Linked DNA regions of Mus musculus: region 1 is linked to region 2. A link is a contact called in public Hi-C data. All regions are on one chromosome and are shown on one strand. Each heading gives the region's core, a stretch centred on a gene start, on an enhancer-like site or on the middle of the called end of the contact. The rest is flanking DNA. Distances are from core to core; before and after follow the strand shown. Region 1 holds the start of Caln1 (calneuron 1). Region 2 overlaps Tyw1 (tRNA-yW synthesizing protein 1 homolog (S. cerevisiae)).

The links. Hi-C and Micro-C count contacts between places; a contact is called where the count stands out from the background.
Region 1: a contact with region 2 is called in a Hi-C map of cortical neurons, with 2.8 times the contacts expected there. The contact joins the promoter of Caln1 here to the enhancer-like site in region 2. A contact is called at or near these places in 2 of 484 Hi-C or Micro-C datasets (cerebral cortex and cortical neurons), 3 of 115 datasets of contacts at active chromatin or transcription factors (embryonic forebrain, embryonic stem cells and forebrain) and 2 of 9 other capture datasets (adipose tissue and pancreatic islet).

The regions. Positions count from the first base shown.
Region 1 is chr5:130,446,003-130,452,744 of GRCm38.p6, reverse strand. It overlaps Caln1 (calneuron 1), which reads right to left and starts at 3,953. Exons shown (of 6, transcript NM_021371.2): 1 at 3,287-3,953.
Region 2 is chr5:130,319,264-130,325,702 of GRCm38.p6, reverse strand. Tyw1 (tRNA-yW synthesizing protein 1 homolog (S. cerevisiae)) reads right to left here. Exons shown (of 16, transcript NM_001015876.2): 14 at 1-104. Among named protein-coding and RNA genes, the nearest start is that of Gm40336, 56 kb to the left of the region's middle. Within about 2 kb of position 2,847, at least 4 of the 459 cell types and tissues checked have an H3K27ac peak or open chromatin away from gene starts, as enhancers often do. A contact at or near this core is called in cortical neurons, where this site is marked.

The DNA of each region.
Region 1 (6,742 bases), core at 2,704-5,203, 130 kb before region 2:
AATGTAGAGTTCAAAGCCATCCCATCCTACACAGAAAAGCAGAGGTCCGCCAGGAGCCACGTGAGACCCTGTCTCAAAGAAAAGGAAGGGAGGGAGAGAAAGAAGGAATTCTAAATTGGAACCCTGCCCTACCCTGTATTTTAAGCCCTAATGAGGAGATAAATGATAAATTCAAAAGAGTGGCTATTGGGCTGGGGAGAGAGTTTTGTCTGTAAACGGCTTACTGCACAAAGATGAGGCTATGAGCTTGAGCCAGGCGTGGCAGCACACACTTATAATCCCAGGGATGGGGAGGCAGAGCCTGGAGGATCTCTGGGGCTTCAGGCAGAGACTAGAGGATCCCTAGGGCTTCATAAGCCAGCCTCACATACCTAGCAAGCACTAGGGATGAGCGCACACATTCACACATATACATACACCTACACACACATGCACACACACATATACACCAATAACATAATAATAAACAATAAATGTTAAGAATTTTTTTTTTAAAAAATCCAAGACAGACAGCACCTGATCAATGACAGACAAGACTGACCTCGGGTCTCCACACCTGTGCACAAATACACTTACACCTGCACACACAAAAATACAGAGAGAGAAAGAAAGAAAGAAAGAAAGAAAGAAAGAAAGAAAGAAAGAAAGAAAGAAAGAAGAGGAGGGAGGGAAGGGAGGGAGGGAGGGAGGGAGGGAGGGAGGGAGGGAGGGAGGGAGGGAGGGAAGGGCCGGCAGATACCTTCTACCCTGTCCGGCTGCCCACCCTTATCTACCAAGAGGAAAGGGGTTCAAGGATTCCCATTAGGACTTAACTGTGAGTTTTCTCAGTGATACCAGCTGAATTAAATTATTTTGTTGTTGGTTCATTTGTTTTGAGATAGGATCTATGTGACTGGCTGACTGATTGATTGATTGATTGAGAGAGAGAGTCTCACAATGCAGCCCAGCCTAGCCTCAATCCTCCTGCCTCAGCATCATAGGTGCTGAGGTCACAGACCTTAGCCACCATCCCTGGCTACTTATTCTCTTTCTACAAATGACTCTATGCCACACTGTCAGTGAAGGCTGGGTTGGTGGCAACTGTCACTTTCAGGATTGGAAAAGAGGTGGCATTTTAGTGAACAATCCTAAAACAATTCGAAAGGTGCCCCCCAGCTGCTTCGATTAAACCACACAAGCTTCAACTGACTCTGAAAAGGCCACCTTTCAGAAGCCACCCAGCTCATGACTAGCCTTGGGTATCTGCCAGGACCCCGTGCACTGCTCAAAGAAGTAATGAACAGTCTCCATGACCTGAGCACCATGGGAGGATGCTAAACGAGTCACAGCAAGGGAGCTGCCAGCCCAGGAGAGATCTAAAGGGTCACCTAAGACTTCAGCCAACACCTCACAGTGCAGAATTAGTGAGTACAAGCCAACGGTAGGAAGTGGGGACTTCACTCAGTGGTGGAGCACTCCGAGGAAACGGATACCCAACATTGGGTGTCATCCCCAGTAATGCCAAAGAGAAAATAAAATAAATAAAATCAGGGGGGAAAAAGATGGTTCAGTGGTCAAGAGTGCTTGCTGCTCTTGCAGAGAGGAACTGAGTTTGGTTCCCAGGGCCCATGTCAGGTGGCTTACTTACTTACACTGTAACTCCAGCTTCAGGGAGATTCTATGCCTCTGGCCTCCAACACACACACACACACACACACACACACACACACACCAAATAAGTAAGAAACTAATAAATAACAATAACAACTCACATTGATTGTTACCATATCACTGATGCCCACCTTGCATTAATTAATTAGTTAGTTAATTAATTAATTAAAATGTTAAATCACCACCTCCAACAACCCCAAGGACAGCCGGAGTGGTGCTCTGTGGACAGCATGTCTTGCACCCCACCCTGTAAGACAATTCACACGAAGCAGCTTCACAACCTATGCTTAGCTCCGGGGTGTGTGTGTGTGTGTGTGTGTGTGTGTGTGTGTGTATGTGTGTTTAAAGTTGATCTTTGAGACTGGGAGACAGCAGTTCGATGCAGAACACGAGTCCCTCCACGTGCACAAAAGCATAGGGTTAGAACAGTGCCCCGTTGTCTCTCCTGGTCTTGGTAACTCTGCAGTTCAGACTGCACTGTGCCACTGCAGAACGTAGTTAAGAACACAATTTATCAGACTTCACAGTCACACGCTACCGACTCTTGGCTGCTATATTGTGGACCCAGGAATGTCTCCTTTTTATGTAAAAACAATAAAAAAGAATAGTCTGGGGCCTAGGGATGGCGCCCCAGTCTTGGCACCTAAGGAACTGCATGCAGGCACAGCTACCCCTGGAGGTAAGGAATGAGGCGCAAATGGGATCTCTCACAAACTCCTCGGGCAAAGGAACAGCTTGGAGAAGAAACACTGGGATGGGGGCCGAAGATGCACGTGTCCTGCACTGTGGAATCAAACCGCAGCGCTCAGTCCTGGCTTAGCACCATCTGCTTGTGGATCAAAGTATCCTCGGGTTCTCCCTGAGGCAAGACTAGAACTACCTGCTGCTGCCCAGGCGCCCTCAGACCAAGTCTGAGGAAGTTCACTCCCTGAAGCGCTGGTCTGGGGAAGCTGGGCACCCAGGCAAACCTGGCTTGCGCTAGAGAGGCGGAGTGTCTACCTCTGCCCTCGATCTGGATTAGTTCCAAAGCTTGCCACCCAGAGGTCCCGGTGGGACTGCCTGAGGCCTCTAGGGTCACCCCATGTGCTCCAAGACCACCGATCCTCCCCCAAGGAAGCGAGCATCGGGGTGGGAAGATGGAGATGGAGTGATCCATACCTCCCACCTCCCTAGATAGATCGCCATGACTCCAGCTTCCCGGAGACCAGAATGCCACCAAGGACTCCCACTTAGGCTGCGATGCGGATCGGATCCCCGACACCCAAAGCTCCCTTTTCCCACAACCTGGGTGTCCCCGGGGGCGCGCAGCCCGATGGCCACTAGCACCCAAGACTCCACGAGCTGGGCACAGTCCCGGGATTCCCACGAGTGTACCCAGGCCCTTCTGCAATTCCAGCGTTCCTCACCCACCCTAAGCATGAAGAGAGATCAGGATGGCTCGGGTGACACCCCGGCCCCGAGAGATGGGGTGCTAAGAGCGGGGCCAACAGGTCCGGGAGGCGCTTGTGGGCAGCACACCCGCCCACTCCGAGACTCGCTAGGATAGGGGCATCCGGGGAAGGGACCATTGAAGCAGCGAGGGAGGCAACGATGCAGGGAGGATGCAGGATAAAGACTGGGAGAGAGCATCACTCACCTCTCCTGGAGCCGGAGCTCCGCTGCCCGGCAGCCCAGGCACCTCCTCCGAGGCCCGCAGGGAGGGGGCGACGCGAAACAGAGCGCTCAAGCTGGCGCTCACACGCGTCCCCGCGCGGGCATCCTTCCTCTCCGTAGCCGGCTCCCACGGCGTGCCCCCACTCTGGTTGAGAGGCCGCTTTGCCCAACCCAGCGGCACCCGGGAGCCCGGCGCGGCGCGAGTCTTGCCTTTCCCTTGAGTCTCACAGCTGGGCTTTGCAGAGCCCGCGATGATCTAGGCTGCTCCTTTCTCCCCTGTCCTTGTCCTCGCCTCCCGTCTGGGGGAACGTGCGCCCCGCACCCCCTGCACCGCTCTCGCCTCTACCCCTCCCGCGCCCGCTGGCCGCGCGGGCTTAGCCCATGTGCGCGGCTGCCTCCTCGCTGCGCCCGGGAGCCCAGTGGCCGAGGCCCCGCCGGAGTTGCGCGCCCCAGAAACTCCATGCAGCTCCGGCCTCCTCCCCAGTGCCTCCCCGGTTCCTCCAGATGAAGAAGCCTAGCGGTCTCTAGCAAGGAGATCCCCCTACCACTCTTGGCTTCTTCCCCCCACCGAGGCTGGAGCCTGGTTGCTGGACTGGCTTGGCCACCCCAGTCTCTCTTCTCTTTTCTCCCAGGATTGGGGACCTCCCACCCCCACCCCCACCCCCAAAGCCTCTCCAATGGCTCCCTCCGTTTCCAGGCAGCGCAACCTGAGGAACGCCTCGGTGCGCGCGCACTCACACTCACTCACTCGCTCGCTCGCTCACTCGCTCTCTCACACACATGCACGCTGCACACACAGGCAGACACACGCGGGGGGCGAGCTGCAGCTTAGCAGCCGGCCCTCTTTCCTCTCCTCCCCAGAGAAGCTGCCCACGTTCACATTCGCCAATTGCTTGCTTCTCTCTATTAAACACCTCAGCCCCAACCCAAGCACGCCCACCCCTACCTTAACTCCTTCTTCCCGGATGCCCGATGCCCACGGTTACACCTGAGTCCCCAAATGCCATGGGGGAGGAGGAGGTGTCGACGGAAAGGCTGGTAGTCAAAACCAGGGTGAGAGCAAAATGCTGTGAGCCATCCCTTCGCTATGTCTACGAAGGGCATAAGCACACACACCCACCTCTCATCCCGCGTCCCTAGAGCCCCAGAACATGTGGCCCGTCCCCACTTCTACCAAGGTCATAGTATAGATTCCATAAGAAAGAATGGGTACCTACCTTGACACAAGGTGTGGGGTGGAAACTTCACAGATTGTTTGCAGCCTAACCTGGGGCTGACTTCCCAAGTCTACACCCAGAGAGAATCCTGGTCTCCCTTGACTCACACTTGAAGGGCAACAATTAGCTTAGAGTCACCACTTAGCTTTCTGGGGGACCATCTGACTGCCGTTCAAGTGTCCAGCTGCTAACAGGATACATCTTGCTACCAAGGGTAGTCTTATCAAGAAAAAGATCAAAGTAATAGTCACCTACCCCCGCCCCCAGCCCCCAGAGGGCTCTCATAACCCCTTCCTGCTCCTGATAGGGTGAGCCGGAGAGAGAACAACCCACCTGGTTGGCACTAGCTTTTCTGGTATCTCCCTTTTATCCGAGCTTCCAGGGTCTTATCTCCCTATGAGGACCATGAATCTCAGCAGCCTACACTGTCAGCATCAAAGATGTGGAGACATTTCTTGCTCCAATCAGGAACAACCCGTGGAAAGTCATCTTTAGCGTTTCTTCCAAAAAGCTCAGCCACCACCTCTCCGTTGGCTGGTCCTGCTGCCAAGGGAGTTTGGGCACTGGCAGCCAGTCATCCAAGTTAATCAGGGTCCCCTCCCTGTCTGTGCCTCCTGGCCTGCCGCCTGAGCTGCAGGGTTTCTTGAGTCCCGGCACACTTGCTACTGTTGGCACACCTTTGACATTTAAATTTTCTTAGCCCACGATAGTCCTATCTTTTCATGTCCCAGCCTTCCCTCTCAAATTGTCTTAGAGGCTTCTTGGGTCACCAGGTGAGCTGTGTGTGTTCGTTTCACAGATGTGTGTGGAAGGGGTTGCCATAAAGAGTGAGAAATGAATCAGGTGTGGTGGGGCACACCTGACCTCGAAGCACTGAGGAGGTAGAGACAGGATTATCTGGAATCAGTGAGTTTCCAGGACAGCCTGAGCTTGGTGGTCGGGGGGGGGGGGGGGGGGAGAATGTCAGGTAGATAAATACAGTGGGGAGGGGGAAATCTCAGTATATATTTGGGTAAGAATCACATTCTTTTGTGTGAGGGTGTATGGGTGCACATGTGGAGGCTAGAGGACTCTGGATATTCTCAGTCACCATGCGCCCTGTTTCTTTTTTGAAATGGGTTCTTGCCATTTTTGACTTGTAGGCTACACACTGATTGGCCAAAACACTCTGGGAGTCCCTGCCTCTACCTCCCCAGCACTGGCAGTACAAGTGTGTAAGGGGTACCCACCCAGTTTTTTGGCATGGATTCCTGGGTTAGAAGTCAGGTACCCCCTGGACCTGAGAACACTCCTTTGAGAGTGTCTCCCTATTTAGTCCAGCCCTGAACTCCCAGGGTCACCCCGCCTCAGCCTCCTGGCTTCCAGAGTGGCCGGTACGGATCATCATTCCCAGCTGAAAGCAGTGTCTTCTAACAGTCTGTAGGCCTTTTAAGAAATTCTCTTTCAGGATGGACTTACAGACCAGCAAAACTCACTGGCAAGACAGCAAGGCTATCCACACACAGGGAGTTCCAGGGCGGGGGGTGGGTGAGAGAGTGAAGATTGAGCCACATGACCAGTGTGTTCAAAACTTCTCACTCTGCCCCCTCTACCCCCTGCCTATGGACAAATTATTTGTTCTGCCTGAATCTTGCCGTCCTCATCTGCCAAATGGGAACAATACTGACATCCACCCCCTTTGTAAAGATTAAATACCACCCTGTGAAATAGCAGTATCCTGGGGTCACTCAGCTCCAAGCCTACAGTAAGCTTCAACAAACATGGGCCTTTGTCACTATGTTGTGAGAATTCTTACCCTGGGCACATCTGCCCCCTCTTCATAATGTCCCCCTTGATAAAACAATTCCCCCAGAATTCACCCCAGGAACCAGTGACATTATTGGGCTTTCTTACAAAGCATGAATGGGAAATTACTGCCAGGAGTGTGGGTGGCCCCAAAACATACTGGAGTCTTCACCCAGCTTGGACAATGATTTCCATACAACTGTACATATGGAGTGCTTTAATTAATCTTTTCTAGACTATATACCCTAGCATAGCACTTCTCAACCTTCCTAAGGCTATCTTTGCCCGCCCCCCAAGACTTAATTCAGAAAGTTCAGTTTTAGGTGTACCCGCTACTCCAGTAGCACAATGACTCTCAACCTTCCTGACCCTGAGACGAATAGTGTGATGACCCCTGACCTTAAAATTATTGTGTTCCTACTTCATAACTGTAATTT
Region 2 (6,439 bases), core at 1,598-4,097:
TCGATGAAGTCGGGGTTCCCCAAGGACACCAGCTCAGCGTAGGCCTGGAGTTCATCCACGTTCCAACACTTCACAAGCGTCAGTCTGTAGACCGTTCGTTGTTGCTGGAACAGAGGGAAAACAACTTGGCTTTAGCCTGAGGATAAGTCACAGATTGACCCAAGAACACTGGCCAGCACCCTTAAGCCACAGAGAACGCAGGTCAGGTGAAGCCCCTATGGACGTCTACAAACCGAAGTTACTTTAAAAAAAAAAAAATGGGTTGCTCAGCTAGCTCAACTGGTAGAGCACGAGACTCTGAGTGATTTTATCTTTCATTCCATGTATATGGATGTGTCTGTGCCTCTGTGTGTGTTTGTGTACAGGAGCACACTGCCTTCTGAGGCCAACAGAAGGCAGCAGACTCCCACCTTGTAACATGGTGCTGAGCATGGAACCCAGGGCCTCTGGAAGAACACCACTGCTCTCACCCACGAAGCCTTCTATCTTTGCAGTCCCTAAAGTGACAGTCAGTGATGATCAGATTCTCACACACCTTACAGAAGGCACAAGTTGTTAGTACATGTGCTCCCCACACCCTCACCCTTACAGCCAGGATCTAGAACCATTCCAGTCACCAAATGGCTGCCCAACACAAACAAACACACACACACACACACACACACACACACACACACACACACACACACTGAACAGGCTTCAGTATGAGCAAGGGGGTAGTGAGAGGGCTCAGTAAAGGTACTTGCTGAAAATCCTCATAACCTGAGTTCAAATTCTGGGACCCACATGGTGACTGGTGAGAACCAATTCCTGCAAGTTGTCCCTTTACCTGTATGTGCATGCACATACATACACACAGGTGCACACACATGCACACATACAGATACACAGACAAACACACATACTCACACATATACACAAGTATTCATACATGCAGAGGCACTCATATATTCACACACATATACACTAAACAAATAAAGTAAAATGATTATTAAAGAGAAATAAAGTCCCCCCATGGGCGCCACCACTGGTAAACTACCCGTGCTCCTGTGAATAACCTCTCTCCCGTGGTAGGGTTAGAAACTGTCATTAAACTCATTATGTGATGGAGAGATGGCTCAGCAGTTCAGAGCACTGAATGCCCTTGCAGAGGACCTGAGCTCAGTTCCCAGCACCCACATCAGGTAGCTCACAACCACCGGTAACACGAGCTCTAGGGGATGTGACATGGTCTTCTGGTCTCCATGGTCACCTGCATATGTGTGTGTGCATACACACACTTTAAAAAATATTTTTTCCAGGTCACAAAAACAAAAAAAAAAACCTGTTAGGAATAAGAGGATTCTGGGTGGAGCAGGACAAAAGAGGGAAACGGAAGGTAAAATGACTGGAAGTCATTATAGACATGTAGGAAAATGTCAAACTGAGATGTGATCAGTAAACAGATACATTCTAATGAAATAAGGTGATTAAATCATATTAGATGATGGAACATTAACTCAAATAACCTTTTCAAGCTTTTCAAGTTCACACAAGAATCACGTGGACTGTGAACAATATGGATTATCATTCTTTTCTCTCCGACTTTTTTTTTTTTTTTTTTTGGTTTTTTTGTTGTTGTTGTTGTTGTTGTTTTTCAAGACAGGGTTTCTCTGTATAGCCCTGGCTGTCTTGGAACTCATTTTGTAGACCAGGTTGGCCTCCAACTCAGAAATCCGCCTGCCTCTGCCTCCCGAGTGCTGGGATTAAAGGCATGCACCACCATGCCCGACTCTCTCCAGCTTTCTTGTCATTTATAATCACTGGCATCTCTTGTTAACAGGAAAACCATGTGCATGCATGGTCTAACCAACATCTACCAAAGAATCCAAATTGGCGCATTTTTTGTTGTTGTTTGTTTGTTTGTTTGTTTGTTTTTCAGAAAGCATTAAGATGGCAGTCATTAAAGACTCTGAAAGATGGACAACCCAAGACGTCGCAACCTTCCTGGGCCTGAAATAAACAAGTAAGACTCAAGGGCGTTATAGATTACTACAGATAGTTTAAAATCAAAGGCTAACATTTTGCCCTTGATGGGAGGCCAGACCTGGGTAACAAATGCAAGTTCTCAGGAGCTTTAGTGAGCAGGGCTCAAAATAATGAAGTGAAAGAAGGGACACCAAGCTCCCCACTTCTGTGTTTGGGGAAAAGAAAAGTATAATTTATAACAAGAAAAAAAAAAACACAAGAGTAATTTTTTTTTAAAGCAAGTCTCCTGCAGCCCAGGCTAGCCAAGTACAACCCTGGACTTCTGCCTCTATTTCCTGGGACCTGTGGTGGCCATGTTCCTGAATGCTACAGCACCCTGCACATGTGAGATCTTTCATGGAGCAAACTTAGAAATCTATACTAAAGAGCATCTGTCAGGCACATCAAAAGCATTTCATTCCTATCTACTTAGTTCTTTAGAAAGGCATTTTACCAGGCAAGAAAAGACAGGGCATTTCTAAATTCCCTTGAAATAGCTGTCAGGTTTCCACATCAAATTGAAGAATAGATAGAGCTGGGCTGGAGAGATAGATGTTCAGCAGTTAAGAGCTCAGTCTGCTCTTGCAGAGACTTGAATTCAGTTCCCAGCATCTATGCTGAACAGCTCAGAATCACCTGGAATCCCAGCTCCCAGGGCTCTGTCCCTCTCTTCCGGCCTCTATGGGCACCTGTACTCTTGTGCACAGACACACACACACACACAAACACACACACACACTTCTAAAAATAAAAGAGACGTCCGAGTAAAACTCACAGAAGGCTGTCTATCCTGTTGTTTTAAAGTCTTCCTGAAAGTTCTGATCAAATCAAGGAAGCCAGGGCAAAAAAAGACTGAAGTGCACACAAAAGCAGTAAACTGTGAGTAATATAATTGGAGTCTTGGAAAGCTACCAACTTAAAAAAAAAAAAAAAAAGAAAGAAAGAAGGAAAATCAAATGCAAAGAAAGTGGCCAATTACCAAGGACAACTCGCCAGCTCTCCTAGCCTACAGCAGCAGTGGGTTAAAATAAACCCAAGGTAGGATGGGATCCAAAGCACACATGCTTCCTCAGTATGTTTAATTCCTATCTTTGTAAAACGGGATTTGTGCAGGCTTAGCAATGTTAACCCAGGAATCCCAGGTCCTGAAAGGCTGTGGCAAGAATGCACCAAGTTTACAGCCTGGGCTACACAGCAAATTCCAAGCCAGCCTGGGCTACACGAGAGTGCTGGGCTAGCTGGATGGCACACAGCAACCCCATTTCCAAACTAACAACAAAGTCGTTTTTGTTTGTCTGCCTGTTTTAGCACCTTAACCCTGTCGGACTTAGAACGAAGCCTTGCAGAACTAAAGCACGCTAAGTACCAAGGGTCTGTTTAGACACCTCTATTAAAATACCAATGACAGAGCCGAGGTGGCTCAGTGCGTGAGAATTCAAGGGATGCAAGCATGAGAATGTAAGTTTGGATCCCCAGAACTCAAATAAAAAGCCAGGCATGGCCACACACATCTGTGACCCCAGGAGTGGAGTAGGGGTTGGAGGATGGGCAGAGATAGGATCGCTGCTGTGTCACTGACTGCCAGCCTCACTCCAGCTTCATTGTAAGTACTTGTCACAAGGCAATAAGGTAGAGAGTGACACAGCACGACACCTGATGTCCTCCCCTGGCCTCCACAGACAGCAGGACACTTGCCCCCCTCCCACACACTCACAAAGATACACCACTCAAATGTACATCACACGCTTACACACCAAAACTAAACTAAGTCAGCCCCAACAGGAAAGGCTCCATGCCAGCAAAGACCACTTACAGAATAGAAGGAAGGCAATATTCCACTTAAACATCTCTATAAAAACCTAACCATTCACTTAGGAAATTACATGCAAGAGATGAAACTTAAACAAAACACTTTTCTGAGAGACCTAAAGCAAACTCTGCCTCTCTCTACCTCCATGGAAAGCAGGATTTATAAACCGAGAGGGATTTATAAGTCCTTTGAACACAACCTGATGAGGCCCCTAACAGTAGAGACATTACTCAGCACTTGCTGTGTGCCAGATGCTGTTACGAGTATTTGTGTCTTTCCAAGGCTATAAAATCTATATGTACATCAGAAGGAATCTTAGCAGATGTGTGACTGTTATTTTCACTTGACAAACACGAGATCCAGGCTCAGAGAGGGTAAAAATGCCAAAAGCCACACAGTAGTAGAGCAGGTGATCTGGGACGTGATCGCCAGCAACAGGAATCCTAGCAACTGGGCTTGCGTGTATACTCGCTCTGCTTCTCTGTGTCTGTCAGTCTGTCTCTGTGTGTCTGTCTTTCTCTCTGTGTGTCTGTCAGTCTCTATTAGTTACACTTTGTAAAACTGAGATAAAATACACAAAGAAATTAAGACCACGGACTTATCTGGGTGGCTAGAGTGCTTGCCTTCCCTACAATGAGGCCCCAGTGTCCATCCCCAGAACCACATAAACAGGCATGGTGGCGCATCTGTCATCCCAGCACTAGGGAGTCGGCGGCAGGGGGATGAGGAGCTCAAGGCCTCCTTTCAAGTCAAGCCTGTAGTACATGAGTCCCTGACTCCAGTGGGGGGCACTGGAGAATGGATCAGTGGTTTACGACTGTTCTTACAGAGGGCCTGACCAGTCTGTGCCCCACACCCAAACTGTTCGGATTACAGCTGCCTGGAACCCCAGCTCCAGGGAACCCCACACCCTCTTTTGTCCTCTGAACTCACATGCACAGAGACAGGAGTACTAAAAATTCTTCTTTTTAAAAGATGCACGAGTACATTCATATTCCAAACTGATGTTCCACTGTAATTAATATATATAATAAAGTCACCTCTACAGCTGAGCCACTTCTAGTTGTACAGTGGTTGCTATGCAATAGCAATGGTGGTTTCCAACCAGAGGCGACTCTGTGACCCTGGGGCTATTCTGTTCCAACTTTGAAACTTCCTTCCACAGGAAACCTTGAGAAGCCTTTGTGGCTTCCATAAGTGGGGGTGCTCCTGACATCTAGTGGGCAGAGGCCAGAGCTGCTGCTGAGCACAGGATAATCACAAGCTCCCCTACCCTGCACCCCTTTTCCTGCTATCACAATTATTCCATGAAAAAGGCCAATGGAGCGAAAGCCACGAAGTCCTGTTAGAGCTGGTCTTCCCATGACCATTAATGGAGTCTTGGCCATTTGCTTAATGTCCATGTTTAGGAGCCAACTATCTTCTTCCAGCAGTGCACGACACCCTTTATGCACATAAAATAAAAATGTACTCATCCAAGTGTGTGTTGGAGCATGCACATGCCACACATGCTGTAGCGGTCAGGATATGAGGGCTGTGGCGGTCAGGATATGAGGCTTGGCAGCACAAGCCTTTACCCACTGAGCCATCTCACCGGCCCTGATTTGATTTTGAAAGACAGGCTCTGACTCTAACTCCCCATCTAGCCAATAACCTTGATGTTCTGATCTTTCTGTCTCTACTCAGAGCTCCAGGATTATAGGTGTTGCACTAGCACGCCCAAGGAAGTCAGGAATACCAAAAGTGACGGTCTGAGCTGGAGAGTGGCTGTGGAGAGCTGGCCCTCTCCTTCCTGGGGCTTACACTGAGTCAACCGTGAAGCCATCTGGGCCTGGAACTCTCTTTGCACAGGTTTTTAAACTATAAAACCAGAAGGCTAGAGAGATGGCTCAGTGGTTAGGAGCACTCCCTGCTATTACAGCGGACCTGGCAGATGATCACAACTACCTGAACCAGCTCCAAGAGCTCTGCTGCTCTCTTCTGGACTCCAAGGGCACTGTACTCCCATGGACATGCACATACACACGTGCACAAGCACATACACACACATGAAAAATTAAGATAGGCTGGCTGTGATGCATGCCTTTAACCCCAGCACTTCAGGGGAAGACTATGTTGTGTGTTTGAGCCAAACTGCTCTGCACAATGAGTTCCAGGTCAGTCAGAGCTACAGAGTGAAACCCTCTCTCAATAAGTAAATAATAAAATCAGATTATTTATAAGACCTGTTACAGTTTGCTTTCTGTTGCTGTGATTAAAATACCATGACCAGAAGCAACCTGGGGGGAGGGGCTTACTTGGCTAACAGATTACATGTTGAGGTCTGGTCTGTTGAGACGAATTGTAACGCTAACCTAAGACCTGGTTGCCCCAGACATGAGAGTCCACATGCAGACCCAAGCGATGCTATGTGTGACCTTGCCCCCAAATTATTTCTGCTTGGTGACTAAAGATGCCTATAGTCAGGGCTGGAGACATGGCTCAGCAGTTAAGAGCACCCAGCAACCACATGGTAACTCACAACCATCTGTAATGGGATCTGATGCCCTCTTCTGGTGTGTCTCAAGACAGCAACAGTATATTCACATATATGAAATAAATAAATCTTTAAAAAAGAAAAAA